Regions from separate parts of the Mus musculus genome. Here regions 1, 2, 3 and 4 are each linked to region 5. A link is a contact called in public HiChIP or PLAC-seq and promoter capture Hi-C data. All regions are on one chromosome and are shown on one strand. The core of a region is the stretch at or near the end of the contact, and the rest is flanking DNA. Distances in the headings are between cores, read along the strand shown.

Region 1 (4,251 bases), core at 156-2,655, 1.5 Mb after region 5:
CAAATGTATGATAGTTAGTGTTTATTTTTTAAATAATGTGACCACCCCTGAGTGTTCCATATGTGACTGTTCTATTGTACATGGTATAATTTTGTGTGCAGCTATTAAATTAACAACTTTATTTAAATTGTGATCTCTTTTAATTCTAGTGCAGGCACATGGAAGAGCCCCTTCTTTGTGTGTGCTTGACAGTCATTAGGAAACATGAACTCTCATGCACACTAATGTGAACAAGAAGGAACACTCAACTCCCCAAATGTACACGTGTCTTCTGCTGCAGCAGAATATAGCATGGCATTTTTAACTGCATTCTGGGCTTGCTTCTCACCAGCTTGATTTTAATAGACTGTAGCAGAATCTTTGGGAAAGCTCCTCCACAAGTTTCACTTATGAAAATGAGCCTGTTCTCCTAACCATAGACATTAGCCAAGATTCAGAGGCTAATCATATGCACATATTTAGGTAATGCTGTAATAGGCCCATAGTCGATTTTGTGGACCCATGTGCTGAATGCAATGTGGATAACATAAAATATTGTTGGAATATGACACCATATGATTGATTCTGTTAAAACCAGTTGGTACTGCACAAAGCTACACAAGATTAACTTCACAGAAACATGCAGAATACTGGCAGCATAGGTAACCATGAGGCCCTATAAGGAAACCAAATGTTTCCTTCTATCCATTATCCTTCTAATTCTGGACAGCTTCCTGTGCTTTAGCTGGCTCATATTCCAGTAGCTCTTTAGTAACTAATAGAAACCTTCCCAGAGACTTGCCTCCATAAACCATGCTAATTGCAGTTTTCAAAACCTGACAGTGAGTTTTTCTAACAGACCCCATGGTGCTAACTAACTGTCCTAGGATAATTAATTTTGGGTGTGGTTGGAATAGCACTATTGAAGGACTCCACAAAAGAGATTACATTTTTCTACATTGGTAAGGGTTGGGACTGTGCAGTGAAAATTTCTAGCTAGCTACAGGTTTCCTAAGTAGAACTAAATCCCAGCCCTTTGGAGAAGGGGCAGTAATTTGAGAGGTATTAGAGGTTTCGATAGAGAAAATGACAGAGGAGACAAGGGAGGGGATGAAAGCTGCACCCTTCCATGCGCCACGCACATTTTCCCCAATGCATCCTTAGGATGCAATTTTGAAAATCTATCAAGTACCTGACACTTGGGTAGAAACCTTCTAGTAGGTACCCTGACTCTTGAGAAATAGCTAGTATTACCTCCATTTACCCATCTGCTCCAAGCTCCTTGTCTCCTATCAAAGCCTCCCTCCTGCCATTGCGCAGTTTTGGTGCAGAATCACCAGGTCCACTTTCGCAAACCCACGGGAGAGGCTGGGTTGGGCGGGGTCGCCTTGTCGCAGAGCCCAACTGCGCCTGCGCGGACTGCGGCAGAAGGCGGGGTGTGAGAGGCGAGCATTCTGAGACTAGCGTTCACAGTCGGCTAGAACCTTCGTTCTTGCCCACCACCTCTAATTTCTGCTCCTGCGACTTGCTCGGGCCTGGCAGCAGCAGCATTCCTGCTCTAGCGGCAGTTCCGTGCAGAGGCGCCTACATACCTCTCCCCCTCGTCTGTGAGATCGCGGGCCTGTCAGTGTCAGCTTCCACACGTCGGTCGACAGGACCATGTCGCTGGTAAGCCAGAATTCGCGCCGCCGCCGCGGTGGAAGGGCCAATGCGCGCAGAAACAACGGGAAGGGTCACCCTGCTGCTGTGCCAGGCCCAGACGTCCCTCGGGATCGCAACGATCCTAAGATCCTCCAGGGCCTCCGCGCCTCTGAGGGCCCTGGCACCTCCATGCTGCCCACCCCCCGGGAGGGCCCAAGCGCCTCTGTGCCGCCCACCGCCTCAGAGGGCTCAAGCGCCCCTAGGCAGTTCATCATTTCCCAGGGGCCGAACACCTCCGAGATGCCCACCTCCAGGAAGGGTCGGGGCGCCTCCCGGCCTCCTGCAGTTTCCGCAGGGCTGAACACCGCTATGTCAATCACCGCCTCGGAGGGCCCGAATAGCCCTGTGCCGCCCACTGCTCCTAAAGGCTCAAAGGCCTATGAGCATCTCCCTGTCTCAGAAGGGCTGGCCATCTCTGAGCAGCGTCACTCTGATGGGGGCCCTAACATGGAGCCCACCCTGGGTGAGGGCCCGGGAATCTCGGTGCCGCCCACCTTCTCTGAGGAATCGGGCATTTCTGATGAGGGCTTGAGCATCTTTATGTCGCCCAACATCTCGGAGGGACCGGGTATCAACGAGCCCTACTCCGTTAGTGAGGACCCAAGCACTTCGGTGCCGCCCACTGACTCTAATGGACTGGGCATCAACCTGCCGCCCACCTTCGGTGAGGGCCTGAGCATCTCTATGCTGTTCTCCGCTTTGGAGGAACCCGACATCTTTGCGCCGCCCCCCTCCGCTGAGGGACTGTTCGCCTCCATGTCGCCCCCCTCCGGTGAGATCCAGAGCTCCTGGGTGTCGCCCATCATAATGGAGGGATGTAACGTCAACGTGCCGCCCACCTCCAAAAAGGGACTGCGCACCTCGGTGCCATCAGCTGCTTGTGAGAGCCCGAGCACCTCAGCCGAGGGCCTGAGCTCGTCCCTGTCATCCATTTCTGCTGAGGGCTTCTGCAGCTCGCTGGCGCCATGCGCTGCGGAGGGATCCTGTGAGCTGCTTCCCTGCGGGGAGGGCCGGAGCACCTCGGAGCTGCACTGCCTGGGGGAGGGGTCGAGCACCTCGCAGATGTCCCTAGCTGCCGAGGGCCCTAGCGCTTCTGGGATGCCCACTGAAGCTAATAACCCCGAGGAAGCACTGAGCTGCTGTGCTTCTGAGCGCAGGAACAAGAGCACCTCCCGTGCTCTGCAAAAGGCCAAGGATCCATCTGTACGCCCAAAGCGTGAAGACCGCTTCCTGGATTTCCAGGTCCTGAGAGACAGTAAGAATTCCAACTCCATCACCATTATGGGCCTGGGCACCTCCCGCGTTGCTCTTACCTTGAAGCCTCAGGATCCCATGGAGCAAAACGTAGCAGAATTGTTGCAGTTTCTGCTGCTGAAGGATCAGACCAAGTACCCTATCAAGGAATCTGATATGAGGGAATTCATTGACAAAGACTATCGCCACCAGTTCCCGGAGATCCTCAGACGAGCAGCAGTCCACCTGGAGTGCATTTTTCGGTTTGAACTGAAGGAGCTCGACACTGAGGAGCACATCTACATCCTGCTCAACAAACTGGGACCAGTGCCCTTTGAAGGGTTAGAAGACGTCCCAAATGGGCCAAAGATGGGCCTCTTGATGATGATTCTGGGACACATATTACTAAATGGCAACCAAGCGAGAGAAGCTGATATCTGGGAGATGCTCTGGAGATTCGGAGTGCAGCGTGAAAGAAGGCTTTCTGTTTTTGGGAACGTGAAGAGACTTCTGTCTGTAGAGTTTGTGTGGCAGCGTTACTTGGACTATAGGCCACTAACTGACTGTGTGCCAGTCGAGTATGAGTTTTACTGGGGCCCACGATCCCGCGCAGAAACCACCAAGATGAAAATTCTGAAGTTCATGGCTAAGATCTATAACAAAGATCCTATGGACTGGCCAGCCCTGTACAACGAAGCTCTGGAAGAAGACGCTGACAGAGTTGTTGTTAATAACTTCAGAGTTGCTCGTCCATTTAGGAGGCCCCTTTTTGCAGAAGTTGCTCCAGAGCTAGATGCTTCTGGCTCAAAATATTCTCCCCATTCTTGGCCTGAGTCAAGATTAGAGAGCAAGGCAAGGAAATTGGTCCAGTTATTTCTGCTGATGGATTCAACTAAGCTGCCTATACCAAAGAAGGGAATCCTGTATTACATCGGTCGAGAGTGCACCAAAGTGTTCCCTGATCTCCTGAATCGTGCTGCTCGCACCCTAAACCACGTGTATGGCACAGAGCTAGTGGTCCTTGATCCCAGGAACCACTCCTACACCCTGTACAACCGAAGAGAAATGGAAGATACAGAAGAGATCATGGACAGTCCAAACAGGCCCGGCAACAATTTCTTAATGCAGGTTCTGAGCTTCATCTTTATCATGGGCAACCATGCGAGGGAGTCTGCAGTCTGGGCCTTTCTAAGGGGCTTGGGAGTTCAAAATGGCAGAAAGCACGTGATTACCTGTCGGTATTTGAGTCAGCGCTACCTAGACAGTTTGCGGGTTCCTGACAGTGATCCGGTGCAATATGATTTTGTATGGGGCCCTAGAGCCCGCCTGGAAACCTCC
Region 2 (3,698 bases), core at 507-3,006, 1.1 Mb before region 5:
CTAAGTTACCCAGCTGGCTTTGAAGTTGTGATGTTCCTGTCTCAGCCTTCCAAAGGCCTAGAATTAACGGCCTGTACCACCAGGCTCAGAAAAGTGTTAAAATACTTTTAAGGAAAGACAAGTAGTTATTTTGATGACCATAGGAATTAAGCATAGGGAGGAAAACATTCCTAGAAGGGTATGGTGCTGCAAACCTGCTGATCCTGCACCTGGGAGGCAAGGCAGGTGGTTCTTGGTAAATTCAAGGCCAGCCTGGTTGATGTTAACAGTTCTTGGCTAGCCAGAACTACACAGTGAGACTCTGTCTCAAAACAACAACACATTCCAAAAGAATGTACACACTAAAAATGACTTAATACTAAGAATAAAATATGAAAACCTATTATATTACTTTCTGTGAAGAAAATGCAGCATTAGGTGATCTAGCCAGTCACGTAGTTGGTCAGTAATGAGAAAACCTGATTTGACATGTGCCAGGTCCATAATACTTTCATTTATGACATTAAATATAGAATTGGCAATCAACAGAAAGCTTGTTTTTGGCTTGTTTTTGAGAAGGATGTAGCTAGCTTTACTTGTGTGGTCAACAGAGACCAGGTTAAAGTTTGGTGGTGATGGGGGTGGGGTAGCAGATCTAAGTCTCAAATTGAACCCACATCCCCAAATCTAGCTTTAGAAAACAAACAAAATCCAGACCAAATATAAAACAAAACATTTTCCAGCTTAACACCTCCTCACATGTCTAGAAGCAAAGTCTCTTTTCTAAGGGATCTTAACCCCTTCGTGTGCCTTTCCCAACTGTTCTCAAGCTTTCCCGGCGGTACAAGCATCTAACAAAGACTATGAACACCCCACTCCCACACAAGCTTTTTTTTTTTTTTTTTTTTGAACGCAGCATTTCTCGCTGGTTAGTCCCACTGGGAGGAGACAAGGTGTTAAGGCTATGAACACGCCTGCCCTCAGAAATGATCATGTTCAGAAAGGTCAACGCACTTACCTCATTTGTTTATGCAGGGCATAGGCTTCGATCAGAGAGTGGACCATACTGGCCTGAAACAGCATCAAAGAAAGGCAGAGCAGTCTCCTTAAGGTTCAATGTACTGAAATGCCATTAACAACAACAGCCTGCGCGGAGAACTAACTACTTTCTCTCTTCTCCCTTCTGTCACTTTAACAGAATACACTTAAGACAAACACAGAGTCTCAAAATCGCCAAGATTCGAAGCTCCCCAGCTTTACTAACGCAAGTGATGGAATACTCTCTCCTAACAGTTTGTGGTCCAGGACCCCCTATTGGTAACTCCGCTCACCTCTGCGCCAATCCTTCCCCTCCCCCGCCCCCCGCCCCCACTCGAGCGTTGGATGCCCCACTGCGCTCTCTGAAGGTAATGAACCACTTCCTTCTGCTCGGCTTGGCGTGCCTGGCACTGCTAGTTACATTTTTGCTGAAGGTATCCTTCAGTCCAGTTTTCTCGTTTCCTAATGTACTCCCTTTCACACCCTCCCACCCCCATCCCCGCAAACCGTGGTCTTTGATCCAGACCTCTCTTACCCGTTTGGGGACCTTCACAAGGGAGTCGCAGATGCTGACATACTCGGGACTGTAAATATAAACCGGGGGTAGTGAATGCCCACTGTTGGCGGGTTCCTCTGGCATCTCCATCTCCCACTTCCAACCGTCCGCGAGCCAAAGTCTGGAGCCAACAGTTTTCAGACTCAGCCTGAGCTCCAGTTCCTGCTCCTCTGTTCAGCCCCAGCGGTGCTCCCTTGTCAACATTCCCTCCTATTTAGATCGCCGGAGACAGTTTCCCTGGTCCCTCGTCCAACTACAGGGATGGATGGGCCCTTCCAGACCAGATGCCTTCTACTGATGACCACAGTTCAAAAAAGGTGCCTGACAGATATAAAAACCAAATAACTGCCAATTGGGATCAATTTTTTCATGGCACAAGTAGCACGGTCAAAAGTAACCAGCCTTGTTGCCCTACGGGGCCATTTGAAATGAGGTCAGACCAGCTCCAAAGCATGCTGGGAGATGTAGTTTTAAAGGAGTATGGTAACAGAAAGAAACACAGCTAAACACTAAAAAAACGTGGTTTCAAGTTTTGGCGCTAAGAGTCTGAACTCTTTTAAGTTTTCAAACTGCAAATATCATTTAAATATTTAAATAGAGGTAAACTATACATTCAATAGCAGGCAAGACCACCACCCAGCTACATTAGCTAATGGTGCTAAGGCTGAGGATTGTTTGAAATGTTTACAGAGTAAATTTCGTGCTGCAACTTTAGTTCGCTACTTTTCATCACTGTCTGAAAGAGATTAACAGCCTCTCCAATAATCCACTCTGACAAACCCGATGTCACCTTCCTAAAACTGAGACAGGGACTGTGGAGCTTTCATGTGATGAAAAGCAAGGGTTCTCTCCCAAGTAGTGGGAAAACACACCTCCCCCATCCCCCAACACACAGCCACTTTTTCTTTCATTTGCTTCTGAAGCTAAACAACGGTTAGGGCAAATGTTTTAGGTTTGGTGTACAGGGTGTTAGTGTGTCCCCAGGCAGTGTTATTTCCACCAGAAGTTTGGGGGTTCTGGATGCCTACAAGATCTGAGCCTAGCTGGTCAATTCCCAGACTCCCAGCACTCAGACCATCCTCAACTGACACACTGAGGCCTCCGAGACAGGCCCAGATTTGTACTTTCTTTAAAAGACAAGCTTGCTTTAAACTTTTGTTTCGTGATAAGCACTTTGGATATTATCTTAATCCTTTCAACAGTTCTATGACGCAAGCTGTAACATGTCCACTTTGCAGATGTACTTTGGAGGGTAAAAACTATTCTCGGTCACACACTGAGGTAGGAAAACAATCCAAAATTAGCTCTACCTAACACCCAAAACCTAAATACTCCTTTTACTATGTGAATTTGATGCTTCCAGGTTGACTTTCTGCTATACCTGTGGTCAATATTCGATTTAGTATCCCAATACTTAATATTCTTGCAATCTTGAGGTATGTACGTGTGTGTGTGTGTGTGTGTGTGTGTGTGTGTGTGTGTGAGAGAGAGAGAGAGAGAGAGAGAGATATGCATTTGTTCTCCAATTAGAATGGAACAAGTTATGCTTCATTTGTATTTGTCTATAGAACTAGTTCAAAGCACTGTAATCATTCAGTTACCCAAGCACTTCTATGAACTGAGTGCACTATTAAGCACTTCTATGAACTAAGTGTACACTTTAGCTTTGGATTCAAAGATACACTGCACTCTCAGGGAATCTGCATTATAATAGATAAGATAAGGCTACTTCATTTGAAACCATATTAATAACAGAGCCAGATAATGAATGGAGGGCACTTAGCTTACTTAATAGGCATAAAGTACTTAACAATAAATGGTTAAGTAGGATTCTTACTAGCATTTCAGAATATCTTATGAGATGCACAATACTGTGCTTGGTGAGGATGAGAGGGCATGCTGACTGGAAGGAGCAGCTTAGATTTAAAAAAAATACAAAGAACTGTGACAGACAAGATTTCTCAGTAGGTAAAGGTACTTGCTGCTAAGCTTGATGACCTGAATTCAATCTCTGGATTCCACATGGTGGAAAGTGAAAAAATACCTCCTGCAAGTTGTCCTCTGCCTTCCATATGCATGCTCCGTTGCATAGGAGCACCCCCAACACACACAATTAATAACATAG
Region 3 (3,891 bases), core at 838-3,337, 1.4 Mb before region 5:
ACTTAGAAACTAATTTTAGAGGAAACTACCCAGCCCGCTTGCCACACCAACCTTGGCCTCCTCCGGTGTAATACGATGAACAGCAAAGCGACCCTTGGTGTCATAGATCAGACGGAAGTTCTCTCCGGTCTTGTCAATGCTGATGACATCTGATATCAAAGAATAAGGTTACCACAGCAACCCTCACTACACTCCTAACTGAGCTGGGGGATGTGTGTGTGTGAGCCCATTTTATCAAGACTCCACATAAACTTTAAATGGGAATTTGGGTTTCAGAAGCTATCCCCACAATATTTAAGTAACAGCCCAACAGAGATTCTGATCCAGTAGGTCTGTATGGGAGAGTAGCAAGAAATTCAAAATTTAAAAAGGAATAAAAGCCCAGTAGCCAAACCTCTCCATATTACCGTGCCAGGGTAGGGGTGAAGACGAAGACCAGGAAAGCCTGGCACTTTCCCAGTCACCTGCCACTATTGGGAGTTAAGGGCCTGTGGCCACTACCGATCCTGATTACTCACCCATAAACCCAGCAGGGTAGGTTATATCGGTCCTGACTTTCCCATCAATCTTAATGAATCGCTGCATGCAAATCTTTTTTACTTCATCTCCAGTCAGGGCATACTTAAGTCTGTTCCTTAGGAAAATGATGAGAGGCAGGCATTCCCTCAGCTTGTGAGGACCAGTGGATGGACGAGGAGCCTGGAAAGTTTTAGGAAAATTACTACACCAAAACTTGGGTTATTTTACATGGGGGGGGGGTCGCTAGAAGATTCCTCAACATTTTCTCCTCCAAAGAATGAGGCCTGCTACTTTGAGACCTGAGTCTATGTATCCACCATCAGTGTACTATGGAATACATGGAGTAGATGAAACAGATGTATCAAAATTGAGGTAGGACACAGGTCTTTAAGACAGCCAAAGATTCTCTACATTCAACTCCACAAATATGCTTGTTAAAGGTATGTCTACCTTTCACACCACAATACTTACAAACACGCCAGTCAACTTATCCAGCATCCAATGTTTTGGAGCAGCTACACGCTTCAGGTGTTTCTTGGGACCACGAGCCTGGAAGAAGTTTTCAAAGTAACGTTGTTACATTGTTTCAGGTCTTTCCAGCAAAGCCTACGGCGTAAATCCTTCAATGAACTGACTTTCGAACTTTCCCAATTAACAAAATGTGGGCAATATTGAAAGCGCCGGGTCCCAGTAAAACGTAGAAAAGACAGATAAGCATCAATAGGCCAAACCCAGTATTCGCACCTTAGCGATTCCCATTTTTTACAGTTATGCCAGATGTCTCCATTATGCCTGCTCACAAAAATTAGCCTTTCATAGCACACTTGCGAATTACCCAGTGATTCAACCCTAGACGCACAGGCAGATAGGGACAGAAAATGGCCCAGGACCGTATCTCAATTGTCAATCGAAAAGTATAGTATTAGAACACAGCCATCTGGATCGAAGGTTTCTGGTACAAAGATAAACTCTAACTCCGGCACTGGCACTACCACGTGTACTGCTCCTTTGTATACTAAAGAGTCGAAGTTTCACATTCGAAAGCGGAAGGAAGCTTTTTGTAATGCTTCGTACACTTACCAGCTACACAACATATAAAGTAAGTCCGTGCCAAAAGATAGACAAATGCACAAGTAAGAGCTAATCCTTCAAGCAGACCCTGCGCCCACATGCCCAAAGCTTCAATCTGCACTCCCGGGCCCTCGAAGTTCTTCCCCAAGTGGAAAAGCATTTCTCCCTGGGCAAGGGGATGTGTGATTAAGCCCAAGGCCTTGCTTGCCCTCTGCGGCAGACTTCCCATCCTAGCTCAGACCAGTATTCTCCCTTGCCGCCAAGCCCATCTCTGCCAGCCTGCAGCAGAGCTGCTTTCGCCTCCACCCTGTAGTCGACCGCGGGAGCCCTGATAACCCGGGCAGCATCGGTCAGGGAGGATGGAAGCCGATGCAACCCAAGAGCTCGCTGTACCCCTGCCTTACCATGGCTGCGCTAGGAACGGAAAGAGACTCGCCTTCTTCCGGCGAACGAAGAAATTAGGGTCGGAGGCTGCGCGCGCGCTGGAGCCTGGGTTGCTCCGCCCAGCCTCAGACTTTCCCAGCGGGCGGGGACTCTCTCTTGCCATCTGCTGGTGGGAGGTCAGAGGTCCCAGGCTGGGAAACTGAGGCTGAGAGAATCTCCCAAAAACTGTTTTTCCTCAGTCCTTTCTCTTCTTTGTGCCGAGTGATGAGTGCTGGGGATACCCAGACCAATCGCACCAGATAACTGCCCGCAAGGAGAGTTCTGTTAGATGGCTGAGTGATAAAAAGATACATTTTAATACTCGATACTTTTCTTATACAAAGTTTCTCTAATCTTCCAGAGTTACCAGTCCAATCAGCCAGCCCCATGCTAAGCGAAAGGTTTGGCCAACGGCATGTTTCTCTTTGCTTTTGTAAAGATTGCTGAGGCACTGAGCCATCCAGGGTGAGATGGTAGGCTCTCTGCTTGAACCTGGCATCCTGCGCATCCACTCCTGTAGAACACATTTGACATTTATTGTACTGTAAGTGGAAGAGAGGGAACATTAGAGAGTATCTGGTTTTGCCTAGCCAGTATGTAGACCTAGCTGTTCTACTTTTGAAGCTGCTGTGTTAGAGTGGTGGCACTGGCTGCCCTTCATTCACCATTTTCTGCTCTCTTAGTTATCTGTGGCCTCCCACAGGTCGATGAAGTCTGCCCATCATAAACCCAAAGATCCAGTCCCTTCAAACTATTATGAAAGGGGTATTTTTCAGCCTCACCTTTCCTCTTTCTCCTGTCCCTCCCCTCTCTCTCATATGTGTGTGTGCAGTTGTTATCATTTATTTGTTATCATTAGTGGCTGCTAGGGAATGAGTCACTTTTTCATATATATATATATATATATGCAAATGAAATATACATTTTGGGGGGGGGGTTCGAGACAGGATTTCTCTGTGCAGCGTTGGCTGTCCTGGAACTCACTCTGTATACCAGGCTGGCCTCAAACTGAAATATACATCTTGAGACAGAGCCTCATTATGTAAGCCAGGGTAGTCTCAGACTCATCATTTTTCTGCTGAGAGTTGAGTTACAGGCATGCACCCCCACAGTCTATATAGTACAAGCAAGCAGACTATATCTTTATTTTTAACTTTTGAGACAGGCTCTTCTAGACAGGCTAGGCTGACCTGCAGCTTGAGAGAGGTCATCTGCCTCATCTTCCCAAGTGCTGGGTGATACGTTACTTCGCCACTGTAGGTGAAATGAGACAAATCAAGCAGAATTAGATTATATTAAATGCAGGTTTATTGGAAAGGTGCTCTCGGGCAAGTTCACTGGCCCCAAGGACTGAGGCTAGGGGAGTCACAATGGGAAGGAAGAGATGGGGGGAGGGGGAAGAGAGGGGAGAGGGAAGAAAGAGGGGAGGAGAGAGAGGGGGAGGGGAAAACAGAGGGCAGGGGAAACAGAGGGGGAGGGGGAAGAGACAGGAGAGTGGGAAGAGGGAAGGGAAAAGAGAGGGGGAGAGGAGGAAGAGAGGAGAGAGAGGGAGGGAGGGGGAGAGAGAGAGGAGAGAGGGGAGAGAGAGAGAGGAAAATATCTGGATTATATAGGGAGCTTCTGGGGAAAAGGCAGCTCACCTCCTGGGCTGGGAAGTTCAGGCTTGGGGGCAGGGTCTGCCAGCTAGGGATTGAGGGATGCGGGGAGAATCTGGAGGCCAGGTCTGCTTTCATATGTAAAATATGCACCTCAGTCTCCTGTCCCAGGGTCTGGGATGATAGGCATGTGCCACTATGGCCAGCCTATAGTTTTATTTCTTTTCTTCCTCTTCTTTTTTAAAGATTTATTTATTATTATATGTGAGTACACTATCACTGT
Region 4 (3,823 bases), core at 1,046-3,545, 1.5 Mb before region 5:
CTCAGGTCCTCACGCTTGCATGGTGGGCACTTCACTGACTAAACCGTAGCTCTGGAGCCTGTTTTTAACACCCCCACCCCTGTTTGACAGATCCTAGCTGTGTAGCCCAGGCTGACCTCGATCTTTTGGCCTCAACCTCCTTAGTGCTAGAGTGGTGTGTACCACCATGGCCAGCTTTCATAATGACTTTTCACTGAGGCTTGAATGCTGGCTTGCCACGTTCCCACTCCAACACTGGTGCAGCCACTGCTTACAGGGAAGGCCAGTCCCAACTAAAATCAAAGCAAAAGCAAACACAAAGACATAATCTGATCCACTTGGCCCTAAGCAAGAATCAACCATATTACTGTTGACTACCCCACCCCATCTCTCAACCAGACCTGGGAAGTCAGTAGATGGGGGTTGGGGTTCCATTTCTGATGTGGAAAAGCAATGATCCCTTCCATATCGGGAACCTTCTCCACAGCTGATACTATCAATCTGAAATAAGGAGGGACCAAAATTCATCCAGAAGTCATAGCATCATAAAACAAAGGGGCCCACGAGTCACCTCCACATCCAGCAGAGACTATTCAAAAGCTAAATTTAGCTTAGGTTGGTGGGACAGGCCTATAATCTAGCATTCAGTAGGCAGAAGTGAGAGGATTGGAAATTTAAGACCAGTTTGGGCTGCATAGTGGGATCCTATCTAAAACAAACAAACAACAACAACAACAAAATTTTAGCCTGGGGTGTGGCTCAACCATAAAGCTCTTGCCTGGCCTTGGTGAGGCCATGAATTTGATCACCAGTATTGCAAAAACAGACAAAAACTAAGCTGAGTCAGATAGCCAAGATAGGACAGTGATCTCATGGAATAGAGGGAAAGATGTCATATACGAAAATTATTGGTAGAGGAGGGGAGGATTGTGGGGGAAAGAGAAAAATGTATCCAAGTGGCACATGATTCCCACCACTTGAGAGGCAGAAGCAGGAGGACATAGTAAGTTCCAGAACAGTCTAGGCTACTAAGCAAGACCTGGTCTCAAAAAGAGAGACTGAGTGAGAAAGAGAGATCAAGAGCACATTGGGATGCAAATTCAAAAGCTATTCATCTTAAGTAAACGCCCCCAGTTAGTCATCGACTATGAAATTATTTCTCATGATACTCCATAAGCAGATACTTTAACAACACCATCTCGCAGAAGATGGAAACTGAGCCCAAGAGCGTCTTCAAGGTCACAGGACTAGTAGAAGGGGTTTTAAAGCAGGTCATGTGCCTCCAGAATCCAAGCTTTAAATTGCCTTATGCTGTGCTGTCATACAAACTTTGAGCTGGAAGGTGGTGGCACATATCTTAAGCCCCAGCAGTTAGAAGATAGAGGCAGGCAAATCTCTGTGAGTTCCAGGACAGCCAGGGCTACATACAGAGAAACCCTGTATCAAAAGAAAAAAGAAAGGAAGCAAAGAAGGAAGGAAAGAGAAAGGAAGGAAGGAAAAAAGAAAAGAACTCTGGAAAAATACAGAGACATGAATACTATATAGATTGACACGAGTGGTCACATGCTATCCTGCTGAACAGCATTAATGCCTTGTTTGTCTTTTAGGTGCATAGATTATGTTCTCCAGGATATATAACTTTAAAAAATCACATTCTACATCTTGGTCTATAATCTTCCTTAAGGCTATTTCTGTACACACAGCTTATAATCGTTATTTTAAAATTAATTTAGGCTGCTTCCAATGTTTCTCCATGACAGACTTCTGCCTGTCACAGGCAATGGGATGATAGGCTTTAAAAAAAAAATTCCATCTTTTGTACCCCATCAACTACTGCTGCAAAAATATAAACAAACAAGTAAGTAAGAAAAGCCATTAGGGAGTGCAGGTCTGTGTCAGTCGGAGAGAGGACGGAAGAAGGCCATTATCTAAACTCCCTCTGCTGTCCCTTTGTCTAGAATCCCCAAAGCAAAAGCCCACGCCAAAGAACTGCAGTGGCCTGAGGCTCGCACTGCGCATGCACAAAAAAGTGGGCGGGGCGAGAGAGAGCAAAGAACAAGTGCAAATGAGGGCAAGTAAAAGCTTTGAAGAACAGAATAGAGGCTGCGCTTTCTCGTCTCTGGGCAACCTTTGTTCCCGCCTCCCCGTAAGGCTTCGGCTTCTCATTGGTCTAACATCTCTAGCTCCTATAGGTCAAAGAACCAAAGGACTGGGTCTGTTCCAAGCTATGCCTGATTCTGGAACCGCAGCAGAAATAGTTGATTGTGACGCTGCTTTCAGGCATTGCGGAGGACATACCTGTGGGGCCTGAGGGGTCCTTTTGCTAGCACCGGAACAGTTGCCGGAGAGTTCATCCGCCAGCTTAAGAGATGCCGCCGAAGGGGAAAAGTGGTTCTGGAAAAGGAGGGAAAGGTAGACCTGCCGAGACAGTCATGGAGCGAGCGTAGGGGTGGATGGGGAGAAGGACAGGAGTAGACCTGCAGCTGTGTGGGGTGGGGGAGGGAGGTGATCATAAGCCGGACAGCAGGGCCACCGGGAGCACCCTGAGCCGCTGTGGTTTATGTTTGGGCTTCTTGTGGTAAGGAAAGATCAGTGCGTGAGGAGCTGCTGTGGTTCAGGGTATCCATGAGGTTTCAGTGCAGGGACCCTCGTGGCGGGCAATAGAAGCTGCTGGGGATGGTTCCTCGTGACCTGGGGTTTATTCCCACTAAAATTGAATCTGATGAAACGCCAGCAATAAAAGGAAGCCTACACTAGTGATCAATCTAGTCCATCTAGGCCTCTTAACAACTAACAGGACGTACCTCCCCCCCCCTCCCCTCCCCTACACACACACATGAGGAGGGACTCGCTTCTTGAAGACCGTTGTTGGGGACAACATTGTGCTTTCAGGCTAGAAAACTAAGACAACTCTTATTCATCGCTGGACAATGTGGGGAAGATAGTAGCCTCTAAGTACTGTGCCGAATGTAGTTGTGAGAGTTATGTTATAGAAGGTGGAAAGAGGGTAAAGAAACAAACTGGAGATACTTTGGGCAGGCTGAGATAAGCAGCAGCAATAGGGTAAAGAGTCCTCAACCCGGAGAGGCCAGCCCCAAAGGCAGTTTAGTATAGCATCGCTGAAGTAAAACTTCAAAACAAATAAGCAAGTTGGGGAAATTAAAACAGAAGAAAACTAAATCATGAGGTGTGCTGTATATGGTGTTAATTAAGGTTGGTTAGGGGCCAGGAGGTCCTTTAAAGAGATGATTTCAAGCCGGGCAGCGGTAGCGCACACCTTTAATCCTAGCACTTGGGGAGGCAGAGGCAGGTGGATTTCTGAGTTCGAGGCCAGCCTGGTCTACAGAGTGAGTTCCAGGACAGCCAGGGCTACACAGAGAAACCCTGTCTTAAAAACAAACAAACAAACAGAGAGGGGAGAGTAGTGAGGGAGAGAGAGAGAGAGAGAGAGAGAGATGATTTCAGTAGTTCTGGTAAGAGAGAGAGTTGGCCTGAACTAAGATTGTGGTTGTAGGAACCCAGAGAAGAGACAAATAAATGGAGTGTAGTAGAGTGATACCCCAGAGGTCCAAGGAACCAAGATGTTGTAAAGAAAGGTCTGAGAAATGGGTGAGGCACTGCAGAGACATGCCACAGCAGTGGGAGGCTGAGGAGGACCTGAGTGTGAGGTCACCAGGGGTACACTGTCCTTTAGCTGCTCAGCTCCTGTTCATCCATCAGGTGGTACCTGGCTAGCTGACATATGTGTTCCCTTCCACAATTTCTCGCTTGTCGGACTCTCAGAATGTGGTCTCTCTTCCTCACTGGGATACGAGCTCCTTGGCTGCGGCTTTGAATCCTATTC
Region 5 (3,876 bases), core at 461-2,960:
GCCAGGATCTTTTGCATAGGCTTTGTCTGAATGTGGTTGGACTAGAAGCGCAACATGCTGCGGAAGCAATCTTTCGCAGCCTCACTATTGCCTCTGTATTTTAAAATCCCATTATCAGACTGACCAGGGAGAGACTAAGATTCTGGAATGATTTTTTCTTTTCCAGTGGGTTTGGTCACACCCTCCACTCAGACTAATCTCTTCAACAACTAGAATGGTAGAACTGCCTCTCTAAGTGTACTCCCAGACTAAAATGGCGATTTGAGCGAAGGACAACTTACCGAACCCCTCGCTATTTCGCAATCATAATTACCAGAACGTTCCGCGTCTCCCTCCCTCCCTCCCAGCCAAGCCACTGGCAACACGCACGCGCAGTTCTCGATACCTAGTGTTAAACGGCCAACATGCTCCCTCTTACGCATGCGCACTTTCATTCCCGCGCAGAGGCCTTCTGCTTGCAGTGAGCATGCGTGATTTCACCTTCTCTCCTCTCTGCCCCACCCTCGCCTAAGGGGCCACGATCTCCCGTGCCAGCAGAGTCCTACCCATCATGTCACGCTTTCTCAAGGGTACTTGAGCGCCACCACCTGGTGATATGGTTCCTCTTTTGGCATCCACGCAAAGCGCGCCTATCTTTACTATTCTCCCTTCTCGTGTATGATTATATATATAATATATATACGTATATGTGTATATATATATATTATATATATTATATATATAATCTCTGTGGCCACTGCGTTCTGCTACTCTGGTGAGATAACTCTGTGAAGAATATATATACATATATGCGCATATATATGTATATATATTCATGCCGGGTGCATCTGCACGTGTTTCTCGCCAAAGTTATGCCCCAGTGTCTAAACCATATCATTAACAACAATCCTTAACAGGATTAACTGTGATAAACTAAGTTACACATGGAATTAAAAAAACGTCGTAGGCGATAAAGCATATCCCAAACCCAGATGGAATCCGTCAGCAGCCTAAGGGAGAGGCTACTTGGTAGACGGATTCCTTAATACAGTTAAAAACCCTCCAACCTAAAACCACTGAATCAGAGTCCGGCGTGGTGATTTACGCCTGTAATCCCAGTTTAAGCAGGAGAACGGCCGCGAGTTCGAGGCCTGCTGCTGTCAGTCTCAAACTACATTCACTCACCCCCAAGGAAAACAAAAAGCGGATGAAGCCTAATCCTAAAGACTCATCCATTTGATTCACCCTTAACAAATGAAGAACTCGAAAGTTTTTTTTGTTTTGTTTTAAATAGATGTCAAACAAAACAGTGATGCTCAGGTGCCTTAAACCTGCTTAGAGAAGTCTAAAAATCTTTCATAATATTAAGTAATGCGCAACATCCTTTTGGAGGGCTGGGGATTCGTACTGGCCTCCAGTTCTCCCTCCCCTCAAAGGAGAAAATGCACAAATTAAGGATCTCCCTGACACAAGTTCCCTCCTCCGCCCTCCATGTTACATTTTCGTCCTTCGTCGTTCCTTTACCTCCTGCTGAAGCGAGTGTCGCAGTTAAAATTCTTACGGCAGGCAGTGCCTAGAGGGTGGAGGGAGCGGCGGCATAGAGAGCCGTGCCTGGGTGGCAGCAGCGATGACTTAACGGCGATGAACACCAGGTACGAAACCTGCTATACTTGCGGCCGCGGCGCGGATGCCACGAACCCACAGCCTCTCCAGGAGCGCTGCGCTGTGCTGCAACGCATGCGCCGCGCTCCTCCCTCTCCTCAGAGCGCCCCTCTACAACTTACAGCAGCCCACTGAGTCCAGTACTCAGGTCCCTAGCCCACACTTCTTTTCCTACCTCTGCTCATACCGGCGTCCACCACCCATCCTTTCCTCAGCCCCTTTTCTAATCAATAAGTCCCCATCCTTTTTAATTTACCATCACATCTCACTACTGTTATTATTCCCTTTCTGGCTCACCCTACAATTCTTGACCTTCTCTGCTTCTCTGGAGCTCTGCTAGGCCCCCTCATATTTCCTGATGTACCCAATATTCCAAGTGTTTCGAAAACAAACAAACTAACAAACCAACCAACCAACCACTGGCATGGTGATAAGTGCCTGTAATTCCAGCGATTTATAGACAACCTCACCTCCATGACAAATTCTAGGTCAGCTTGGACCACAAAAGATCCTGAAGGAAAAAAAAATAGCCTCCACCGATCCGGGGGGTTGGGGGAATGGAAATATACGTATGTAGATTTAATTGTGGGCCCAAGTTACAAAGCCTGAAGAAAAAGTCTTTTTCTAATACCTGGAACCAGAACTCTTGGGGCAGGCTATTTTCACTCTCAGCATGTTGTTTCCTGTGGAGAATCTTGAGTTTTAAGGGTCTCCTTAAGATCCACTCCCCCTTCTTATTCAGCCCTGGATCTTGAGAGATCATCCGACTGGCTCCTGCCTGTCTATCTATCATTGCATTGAATTGTGAATTTTCATGTAGAGCATCAAAGCACCAGAACCATACAAGTAAAAAAGAGTGGGGGAGGGGAGGAGGAAGACAAAGAAGAAAAAAGGAGGAGGAAGAAGGGAAGGAGGTCGAGGAGGAGGAGGAGGAGGAGAAAAGGAAAAGCAGTCCCATGCCTGCATCTGAAACAATATCATGAGCAGAATAGAAGTAGAAGGCAGGGCCATTGGATATATTGCGACACCTAATGGACATATAGGTAACATGCATAAAAAACCCCTCTGATGTTTCAGCTTTAGTAAGACATCCCCACTTTGACAATTCCCTCCCTGGTTTCTGAAAGAGCTTTTTCTTTGAGGGGGAAGGGAGTGTGATGGAAAAGCTCTTTTCAGCCCAATTTGAGCAATGAAAGAAGCCTTTAAGCTAAGTTTACCTGGAGTTCACTACAAAAGTGTTAGCTCACATCTCGAACAAAGTTGTACTCATGCAGAATTAACAGGCTGTACTTACAAGCTCCAAACTAGGTCTGGAGAGATGGCTCAGACGTCAAAAGCACTGACTGCTCTTCCAGAGGTCCTGAGTTCAATTCCCAGCAACCACTTGGTGACTCACAACCATCTGTAAAGGACTCTGATGCATTCTTCTGGTGTGTGTCTGAAGACAGTTCAGTGTACTTATATAAGTAAAAGTAAATAGATCTTTAAAAACAAAAAACAAAATAAAGTTCAAACAATTTTTCTTGTAAAACAAGCTTAGTTCCATCTGAAGATTCCATGTAAGAGAGTTTTTCTTGATTGCCACCAGGGGAAACAACATATTTGTTCATCTGACAAACTGTAAACATAAATAGAAATGTTAGAAATCATCTCTAAATTTCCAAGATATCTCTTTCCTAGAATTTAATTTCTCTGATATTTTTAATTATAAGAGATAGGAACAATTGTAGTTTAGGGTTTGAGGATGTGGCTCAGTTGGGAGAGTATTTTCCTGGACATAGCTCTGGCTTCAGATGCCCAGTACTACTTAAACACACCTGTAATGTCAGCATTCAAGAAATAGAGAGAATGATCAAATACAAGGTCATCTTCAGCTACATAGAAAGTTCAAGGCAAACCTGGGATATATAACACCCTGACCATAGAAAGACAGAGAAACAGAGACAGAGAGAGACAGAGAGAGAGAGAGAGACTGGAGAGATGGCTCAGCACTTAAGAGTACTGATTGCTCTTCCAGAGGTCCTGAGTTCAATTTCCAGCAACCACATGGTGGCTCACAACCCCATCTGTAATGAGATCTGACACCCTCTACTAGTGTGTCTGAAGACAGTTACAGTGTACTTATATATAATAGATAAATAAATCTAAGAAAGAAAGAAAAAGACAGACATAGACAGGAAGAAAGAAAGAAAGAAAGAAAGAAAGAAAGAAAGAAAGAAAGAAAGAAAGAAAGAA

Evidence for each region. Promoter capture Hi-C pulls out the DNA fragments that hold promoters and counts their contacts. HiChIP or PLAC-seq counts read pairs in DNA pulled down with a chosen protein or histone mark.
Region 1: a contact with region 5 is called in a promoter capture Hi-C map of pre-B cells, with 5 times the contacts expected there. The contact joins the promoter of Magee1 here to the promoter of Ftx in region 5. A contact is called at or near these places in 5 of 39 promoter capture datasets (cranial neural crest, hippocampal neurons, liver and 2 more) and 1 of 9 other capture datasets (liver).
Region 2: a contact with region 5 is called in a promoter capture Hi-C map of liver, with 2.4 times the contacts expected there. The contact joins the promoter of Hdac8 here to the promoter of Ftx in region 5. A contact is called at or near these places in 4 of 39 promoter capture datasets (the 3T3-L1 cell line, erythroid cells and liver).
Region 3: a contact with region 5 is called in an H3K27ac HiChIP or PLAC-seq map of trophoblast stem cells, with 9 times the contacts expected there. The contact joins the promoter of Rps4x here to the promoter of Ftx in region 5. A contact is called at or near these places in 1 of 39 promoter capture datasets (erythroid cells) and 1 of 115 datasets of contacts at active chromatin or transcription factors (trophoblast stem cells).
Region 4: a contact with region 5 is called in a promoter capture Hi-C map of erythroid cells, with 14 times the contacts expected there. The contact joins the promoter of Pin4 here to the promoter of Ftx in region 5. A contact is called at or near these places in 3 of 39 promoter capture datasets (cranial neural crest, erythroid cells and pre-B cells).

What each region holds. Positions count from the first base shown.
Region 1 is chrX:105,118,973-105,123,223 of GRCm38.p6, forward strand. Magee1 (melanoma antigen, family E, 1) reads left to right here and starts at 1,406. Exons shown (of 1, transcript NM_053201.4): 1 at 1,406-4,251. The coding sequence starts at 1,639.
Region 2 is chrX:102,503,402-102,507,099 of GRCm38.p6, forward strand. Hdac8 (histone deacetylase 8) reads right to left here and starts at 1,757. Exons shown (of 11, transcript NM_027382.4): 1 at 1,553-1,757; 2 at 998-1,050. The coding sequence starts at 1,663. Gm32262 (a long non-coding RNA gene) reads left to right here. Exons shown (of 14, transcript XR_003953070.1): 14 at 1,178-1,925.
Region 3 is chrX:102,187,304-102,191,194 of GRCm38.p6, forward strand. It overlaps Rps4x (ribosomal protein S4, X-linked), which reads right to left and starts at 2,088. Exons shown (of 7, transcript NM_009094.2): 1 at 1,995-2,088; 2 at 991-1,068; 3 at 519-699; 4 at 52-149. The coding sequence starts at 1,997.
Region 4 is chrX:102,117,174-102,120,996 of GRCm38.p6, forward strand. Pin4 (protein (peptidyl-prolyl cis/trans isomerase) NIMA-interacting, 4 (parvulin)) reads left to right here and starts at 2,296. Exons shown (of 4, transcript NM_027181.2): 1 at 2,296-2,391. The coding sequence starts at 2,349.
Region 5 is chrX:103,622,044-103,625,919 of GRCm38.p6, forward strand. Ftx (Ftx transcript, Xist regulator (non-protein coding)) reads right to left here and starts at 1,711. Exons shown (of 11, transcript NR_028381.1): 1 at 1,504-1,711.